Regions from separate parts of the Mus musculus genome. Here region 1 is linked to region 2. Evidence: chromatin contacts called from public HiChIP or PLAC-seq data. All regions are on one chromosome and are shown on one strand. The core of a region is the stretch at or near the end of the contact, and the rest is flanking DNA. Distances in the headings are between cores, read along the strand shown.

Evidence for each region. HiChIP or PLAC-seq counts read pairs in DNA pulled down with a chosen protein or histone mark.
Region 1: a contact with region 2 is called in an H3K4me3 HiChIP or PLAC-seq map of intestinal villus epithelium, with 5 read pairs. The contact joins two enhancer-like sites. A contact is called at or near these places in 4 of 39 promoter capture datasets (embryonic stem cells, hippocampal neurons, liver and 1 more), 3 of 15 datasets of contacts at CTCF or cohesin (hippocampal excitatory neurons, liver and stem cell-derived epiblast-like cells), 57 of 484 Hi-C or Micro-C datasets (the HPC-7 cell line, LSK cells, the Patski cell line and 32 more) and 8 of 115 datasets of contacts at active chromatin or transcription factors (PVALB interneurons, astrocytes, cardiomyocytes and 4 more).

Annotation. Positions count from the first base shown.
Region 1 is chr11:56,094,205-56,098,458 of GRCm38.p6, reverse strand. It overlaps LOC115485826 (a long non-coding RNA gene), which reads right to left. Exons shown (of 8, transcript XR_879866.3): 8 at 1-648. Among named protein-coding and RNA genes, the nearest start is that of Gm46260, 24 kb to the left of the region's middle. Within about 2 kb of position 2,073, at least 2 of the 459 cell types and tissues checked have an H3K27ac peak or open chromatin away from gene starts, as enhancers often do. A contact at or near this core is called in intestinal villus epithelium, where this site is marked.
Region 2 is chr11:56,023,316-56,027,397 of GRCm38.p6, reverse strand. It overlaps Nmur2 (neuromedin U receptor 2), which reads left to right. Exons shown (of 4, transcript NM_153079.4): 4 at 150-2,408. The coding sequence ends at 424. The region is part of intron 3 of LOC115485826 (a long non-coding RNA gene); the gene reads right to left. Among named protein-coding and RNA genes, the nearest start is that of Nmur2, 16 kb to the left of the region's middle. Within about 2 kb of position 1,982, at least 5 of the 459 cell types and tissues checked have an H3K27ac peak or open chromatin away from gene starts, as enhancers often do. A contact at or near this core is called in intestinal villus epithelium, where this site is marked.

The DNA of each region.
Region 1 (4,254 bases), core at 824-3,323, 71 kb before region 2:
CTTTCACAGTCCCACAAATTCCCCTTTTACATTTTTTTTTAAAGGGAAGGGTCATTGGAGTGACTGTGTCATTTGTGGTGAAAATTTGGGGTAGAGTGGAAGTATCAGAAGAAAACATACAGGCTAGAGGAGTAGCACAACTAAGCCAGAGTGGTAAGGAGGGTTAAGGGTAAGGGCTGGGAAGGCAAGAGATTATAGAATCAATTGTTCCGGGGTAATTGTTTGAGGGTAATAACATCTGTTTTGAACAGCAATTAATTAATCTAGATAGACTCTATGTTTTTCTCACTATCTTGTAACTTTCCCCCAGTTCAGCAGTCATTTGGCTTTGGCAAGAGAGTTCATCTGTAGCTGGAAGGTCCCAAGTCTTTCTTCTGTGAGGTTTAGCACGTGTCTCTGGATTTCATCTCGGGAGTCTTCAGCCAGATGAGGTGTCTGGAAGAAGGCAGCTTTGTTTTCCGTGGGTCTCAGGAGATGACGCTGTCTCAGCTGGAGCTGTGGCAGCAGACACCGTGTGGACATAGACCTGTAGAGCAATTGTAACAGAGGAGCAGATTCCCAGCAGGGCGATGTCTGCATAGCGTGGATAGCAAACGTTAAGCCTGCAATAGTTTGCTTGGGAGCACATCATGAATCATTGTTATCATCCTAGAAAAGCAAGGGTGTATGAGGACTTTAGTCCTGGAAGGAATCCTTTAAGTCTGCTTTGGATGGTTGAGGAAGAAAATAGCATGTTAGTTGTGTATCTGGGATAGGCAGTAACAGTTTGTCTCTAAAAGGAAACTGGTTGTTAGTTAAAGGTTGAATAATGGTAATCAGCATAGTTGACTTGACCTGTGGAAGTAGGTTAGATGACTTTTGACCCTTAAAGGAAATCTTAAACAAGTTGAAAGATTTTTTTTTGTACATACATCATGAATGCTAGGGAGAAAATAAACATTTAAATAAACAAGCAAGAAAATTTTGGGTTGAAAAGCATGATCTAGGTATTCCTGTAGGCCTTTCATGGTCCCACAGTTCAGAGGGACTGAAGTCTAGGGAACAGGTATTTCATGAGAGTCAAAGTCCTGGGACGTAGCCTGATATTAGGTTGTTCAATTGTATGTTTCAGTCTCTTCTAGAGACCATCTCTCCAACCCAATGTAAAACTACCAAAGAAAGGGGCCTTGGTCTGACATTCTTCCGAATACATAAAACTCCATTTTACAATAAGACCAAGTTGCCCTTAATTTCATTCCACACAGAAACTGACCCAAGGCAAACAGTATAAAAGTTAAAGGAAATCTGCATACAGGAATTGATCAGCTGGACAGGATCCAATTGACAGCTTCTAGTTTAATAGTCATTGTCTCTAAAAGCCATAAAGGTCTGAGGACAGGGACCTTCGTCCATTTGCCCATGTCCCAGTAAGAGACAGCTTGAAGGATGGTGCTAAAATTTAAAATCCCACTCTAGGATTGGCCCTGTTTGTCACTCAGCTTGTGTTTCTGCCAAGCTGAGTTACAAAGGAAGAGAGACTAGATTGTGTGATTGCACATGGGTGTGAGTGTGTGTGTGTGTGCGCGCGCGCACAAGTGAGCATGTATGCCTGTATATGTGTGTGTACAAGTCTATTAGAAAGAAAAAGACTAGATTGTGTGCGTGTATCTGGGGGTGTGTGTGTGTGTGTGTGTGTGTGTGTGTGTGTGATGTTAATCTTTCTTGTTAAGGGACTAAGGACTAATTTGGGCTGAGTCTTTTAAGATGTAGCCAATAGGGTGAATCTAAGAGATAAAAGTTTATTTTCTAAAGAAAGACAGGAAGAATATAAGGAAAGAAGGGACCTGCAGCCTTCTCTAGTCATGGCCTAAAGGGGGCACACCTCTCTACCATAGAGTTCAGATTAAGCAGGCCATATCACACACACACTATTCTAGACAGATTATGAGGAGGGCACCAGGACCAGATATAGTCCAAGAAGTGACTTTTGGATCTCGTAACTATCAATAAAAGCAAATCAATAGAGTGGACAAACTTCCTGGTATTGGGTAGAGAATGAGCTGCATGGGTTCTCCTTGGTGTGCATGGTGGTTATAGCAACATAGTGATACCAGATGTCTGACTTAGTGTGGGTGAGGTAAGGCTGAATTCAACTGTCTGGGGTCTTGGATACAGTCCAGAGAGGACTTGATCTTTTGTGTCACACCCTCCCTTATCTGAATACCCAAGGCTTCTATATGAGTAAGTACAATGATAGATATGTATTAAAATGTCTGATCAAAGTCCTTTACTCTATAGGCTAGCTTAAAAAAATCTTAAAAACTCATAGTGTCCACATATGGAGAGAACATTTTAAACAACCAATAGCGTTATAGAAACCAACGGTGTTATAGAAACAATAAAAGCCAAAGGAGTTCATAGCGATAAATAGCTGTGAAATGTGAAGGGAAAAATAAGGAAAAAAATCAACAGTCTACAATTCTAAGAAGCTCACCGAACTTGAGGCATGATGATTACAAAGAAATCTACACCTAGGGACATCAAAGTCCAACTTCTGGGAATATTGAGAGGGGCATACTGTTCCAGAAGCAGCAGAAAAGCAGAGCGATGCTGTGCTACCTCTAGCGCTGGACATATCTAATTCATCACTGGAAGCAAAAGAGGCCGGAGGCACGGAAAGAGCACCCAGACTGCTCAAAGGAAAAGAATTCTAGGCAGAACGCCACACCCAGTGGAAACAAGAAAGCAAGAGAGGGATGTTTCAAGTTAAGTAGAATTGGGGTCATTTACAGCCAGCAGACCAGCTTCTTGGGAATCTCTAAAGTGTCATTATCAGACTGAGGAAGACGTTTGAGAGGATGACAGTCAGGATTCCAGAAACAAATGCAGAGTTCTGTAAAATTCAGAGATGGGTTAATGATGAGAGTCCAGAGATTTCCTCTGCTGTTAGAGACATGGAGAATTAATCACAGGATGCCTTTAACACTTGACTGCTGCCCTCAGCGTCCTGTCCTAGGTAGTGAAGAAACTGTGACATTGACATTCCTCATATTTGACAAGGACTGGTAAGCCATTAAATAGATTAGAGTAAGTTTGAAATGCATTTGGGATGACTACCAAAACTATGTTCATGGCAGACGGCCTGAACAAGTGACAACAGAGAACAAAATTAGTTCAGCTTACAACCAATGTATCAGCAGGACATTAAGCAAAAATGGGCTTAGTGTTCCCATTAAAGGTCAAAGATTATCAGACTGACTATTGAAAGTAAAAGCAATTATGTTGTGTCTATATTCAATGCCATTTAGAGACAAGGGCAATCTAAGATAAAGAGGGATGCTGAGAACCCCGACTGATACTCACACTATAAAAACACAAACTAGAGTCACTATATGGACACAAACAAAATTGGATTTAAGTCAAGGGATAAAAGAAATAACAATAAATGTTTTGTCGTGATAGAACTGTTTTTTTTTTTTCAGCAAGATAAATTATACATGCATGTGACTATTTTAAAAGCTTTTAAAACAGGCAAAATGGAAAGGCCTATGGGAAAAATAGATCAATAGACAACACCTGTCAGCAACTTTTATGGACCTTCTGTGTAACTCACAGGACAGCCAAATAAAAGCGCGGGGAAGAGCATAGATAGTTGCTCCAACCTAGGTAACATTGATAGACCTCTACAGCCGACTACTGCAGGATATACACTCTTTTCAAGTTTTTTGTTTGTTTGTTTATCCTTTTATTCTGTGAGTCTCTACTCTGTGTCTTCAAGATAATGATCTGAGTCAACTCAGAGTTTCATGAATTGTATACATAATAGAACAAGGTCTTTCTTGGTGTCTTACAACTTATTTATTTATTTATTTATTTAAGATTTTTCTTTATTTACATTTCAAATGCTATCCCAAAAGTTCCCTATACCCCACCCTGATCCCCTACCCACCCACTCCCACTTCTTGGCCCTTCAACTTCACCAAAAATTTCAAAAGGGGCCAGTAATGCAAATGTAACTTTTAAATATTCCTGAACATATTAAGATGGCTCAGTGGGTGAAAAAGGATTGCCACTAGGCTTTGTGACCTGAGTTCAATCCTTGGGACCCGTGTGGTAGAAAGACAGAAATGACCTCCTCAAGATGTCATCAGACCTCCAACCTTCATTATCCATATCATCCAACACACAAAATGAATAGGTAAATGCACTTTTAATTTTTTTTTAAGTTTTAAAAAATGACTATATCAATGAAGGTATGATCAGACCAGAATGGAA
Region 2 (4,082 bases), core at 733-3,232:
TGCACAGGCAGATCTCCCCACAGCGTTTCAAGTTCTCAGTGAGTGTCCTGTACACCCCACTGCTTCCAGGAGAGGTGATCAAAGGGTTCCAAGGCCTTTGCTAAATATTTATATCTTTTTCCCTACCTTCCTCCATCCCTCATTGGCAGGTGTCTTTTTCTATCTGAGCTCCGCTGTCAACCCCATTATATATAACCTCCTGTCTCGGCGCTTCCGGGCGGCCTTTCGGAATGTTGTCTCTCCTTCCTGCAAATGGTGCCATCCCCAGCATCGCCCACAGGGGCCTCCAGCCCAGAAGGTTATCTTCTTGACAGAATGCCACCTTGTGGAGCTGACAGAGGATGCGGGCCCCCAGTTCCCTTGTCAGTCATCCATCCACAACACCCAACTTACCACCGTCCCCTGTGTTGAAGAGGTACCATGAAAGGAGTGGTCAGAAGGCCACTTCGGAAGGCCTGGCTTCTGTGATTGACATTTCTCTACATGTCAGCACTGCAAGGAGGAGCACTCTGTCACCTCTGCCTCCTTGCATGTCATTAGAGAAGTAATGTGGCTCTTAGATTCCACCTACTCTTTACTTTTTTTAATGTTGAAACTCAGACTTCGCTCTGGGTCCCAGCGCAGACATTACACTCCATCTTTCTGCATTGTAATTTTTTTTTATAACTGTGATTGTAATGTGCCATGGGAGTCTCACTTAAAGATGCTCTCATGATGGGTGGGTTTAGCCTAGTAAAGGTGTTGTAGAGTAGCTAAGCAGCACAATACAGTTATCCTAACCTCCATACCCAGGATGCAGGAGAGACCACTGGGTAGGAACTGCCCGCAAAAGCCTAACCCTCCAAAAGTTAGGACTTTTGGGAGTTTGTTGTCAAATAAGCAATGGCTTAAAATCAGTCCTAGCAGAAATATTTATGCTACAGAAATTAACAAGCTCTCTAAATCAGGGCTAAATAATTTTTATCCCCTGGAGAGTTGGCCCATGAGCAGGTTGAGAGCTATTAATGAGCTGGCGCTGTGCCTACTCGTTGCGATGTGTGGGACTTGTTTTTAGAAGAAATGCTGCTTATGCTGTAATTATGAACTACTTAGAGTCGTGGCTAACTCGGAAAAATATGCTATGGACTAGATTTAAAAACAAAACAAAACAAAAATGTTCCTACACAAAAATAAGCGAAATACTGCTAATTAAGCCAATGGAAGCAGCATCAGCATTTATAATTAACCTGGAGTGGAAAGATTATTTTTGGATGCCATCCATTAACATTAATGCAGCAAACAGCAATGGACTGGGTGTTATTTTCCCTCTCACGTCTGTGTTTGCAGAGCCCAAAGGATGTGTTGTCAAAGCAGATGACTTTTCTGTATGCATCTCCACTTGGCTGCAGATTTGTTTTGTTCTTGCCCTGTGGTGTAGGACTGGAGGGATGACACAGTAGACAAAAGCACTTGCCACCGAGCCTCAGGATCTGAATTCCATACCCGGAACTCACGTGGTGGGAGGAGAGAGAACTGACTTCTCAAGTTGTCCCTTGACCCCACCAAACATGCACCATGGCATACCACACCCCAACACTCACCACAATAAATAAGTTCATATTAAAAAATTAAAGAAATATGTTATGAATCCACAGTGTGGAAGCTAACAACTACACTATCTTCTAGAAGCCTAGTAAATCAAAATCCGCAGACAGAGCAGCCTTCCAGGCCCCTCCTTCCCTTTCCCACCCTCAGTGGATGTACAAATGCTCCATGGAGTCCGCTTCTGACACTCCACCCATGCCATATGGAAGCACTCTCAAGGCAATGTTGGTGCTTGAAAGTTTTGACTAATTTACATATGGGATAGATATTATAGAGTATACCTAAATGACGTACCCGGATTTCCCTGCTAGTGAAATACATTCTCTGAGAGGGTTAGAAAGATGGACAAGTCCAAAGTCCAGGACTAAGAGAAAGCAAAGCTGGAGAGAATAGTAATTAATGTCTCATGGGCAAAGACATTTGCACATAAGCCTGCTGATCCAAGTTCCTTGATTGAGGACGAGATCCAACACCTTAAGTTGTTCTCTGACCTCTGTGTCACCATGGCTTGTGTAGCAATGCCCCCTCACACATAATAATAAAAGTATTGCTTTAAAGAAAAGCAATTTACCCTTTCAAACACATTCGGTGTCTGCTATGAAACTACATGGATGAATAGATAAGAAATTCTGTGAGTAAAAGCCACTTGGAACCTAGATCTTAAAAGGCTTCATAGAACACCACTTATTCGTATATTTTCACAACATAAAGATATCTCTTATCAACACTTTCTGCTTTGTTTTATAAATGCTGAAAATTTCAGCTCCTGACCTTGACCACCACCGATTCCTCAGTAATAAAATGGAATAAAGGTTGTCCTGTGCACATTTCTGTGTTCTCTTCCCTCACTGATTCTTCCATCTTACTGAGAGATAAAGAATTACTGTCTGCCCGCCCCCTTCTTGTTGACAGCGAAGAGCTATCCTTCCTTACTCCTGGGAAAATTATACGAACAATCTCCAAGCAAGCACCAGAGTCCTGGAATCTCACTAAGAAACTCACAGGGGCTGGAAAGGTTCCCCATCTGACCTTGCCACCTGCAGCAGCCTCTTTCTTACACTCCTATAAATAATGCTGAGTGCCTACTAAGGGCCTGTGTGTGTGTGTGGGGGGGGGGGGTCATTCCTCTTAAAAAAGCCTATAGAGCTCAGAAATTGCCAGACTACTGGATGTCTCTAAGAAGGGTGGTCAAGAACAGCCCTACCCTATACACCTCAGTTACAAGTGCCTCTTCTCTGCACTTTTCCCAGAACCCTTCACTCACCCCCTCTTCCTCACTCCCCACCTCCTCCCCCACTCTTCCACTTCCTTCCCACTCTTCCATCTCCTCCCTCATCCTCCTCACTCCTCCACCTCCTCCCCACTCCCCCACCTCCTCCTCTCTCCCCACCTCCTTCCTACTCATCCACCTCCTCCTCACTCCCTACTTCCTCCCCACTCCTCCACTCTTCCTCACTTCCCACCTCCTCCCTACTCCTTCACCTTCTCCCCACTCCTCCACTGTCTCCTTACTCCCCACTTTCTCCCCACTCTTCCACCTCCTCCTCACTCCCTACCTCCTCCCTGCTCCTCCACCTCTTCCTCACACCCCACCTCCTCTTCACTTCCATTTACTCTCCACTCCTTACCTCCTCCGCACTCCCTAAATCGTCTTCCCTCCTCCACCTCCTCACCATGCCCCATCTCCTCCTCCCTCTCTTGTATCCACAGAGTCATAGAGTCCTTCCTGGGAATTTACTCCCTCCCTTCTGATGCTTAGGAATGAGGAACCAATGACCTTGCCCCAGACAGATGTTCCCTGTGAGGCCTTCCCCTTTCTTCTGAAACCTGTAAGAGGGGACCTCCACTCTGCTTCCAGGGCCTTGCCTCTCCTCAGCCGCTACACTATGCTCTCTGTCTGTCTGTCTGTCTGTCTGTCTGTCTGCCCATAATGTTAACAACTCTTTTAATAAAGCTTTTAGCCAAAAGGATACTCCCCTTCAGTCCCAAACCTGAAATCTTCTAGAACCAACCTGTCAGGAGCTGCTGTGGCTGCCAGGGGAACCCACTTCTGGTAAACAAGTGACTAGGAGCATGGAAATCCACTTTCCAGGAGTCTGCGGCCCCATCAAAGCTTGCCACGTGTGCCATGGCCCTGTGAAGGCTGGATTTTGGAAAACACTAGCCTTTCCCCAACTCTCAGAGTACTGCTTAATTTTCTCAAGAGAATAAAGAGAATTTTGAGTAACAACCCAAGAGCTTTGTGATCATTAGACATATCCTGTAACACATACAGAATATGTATATTAGCTTCCAGCCAAAGGAAGGGCTGACAACACTGTTACAGACACTGCAATGTTCCCTGTTTCGCTTTAACCACTTAATGACTTCATGTCTCCACTGATGTATTAGGAAAGGGCCTTGATTTATGACTTCCCTTGTTTTGTTACTATAAAAACTTCATCAAACTGTCACCATGTTTGAACATGAAAATTGGGGTGACCTGAATCTGTGTTCCT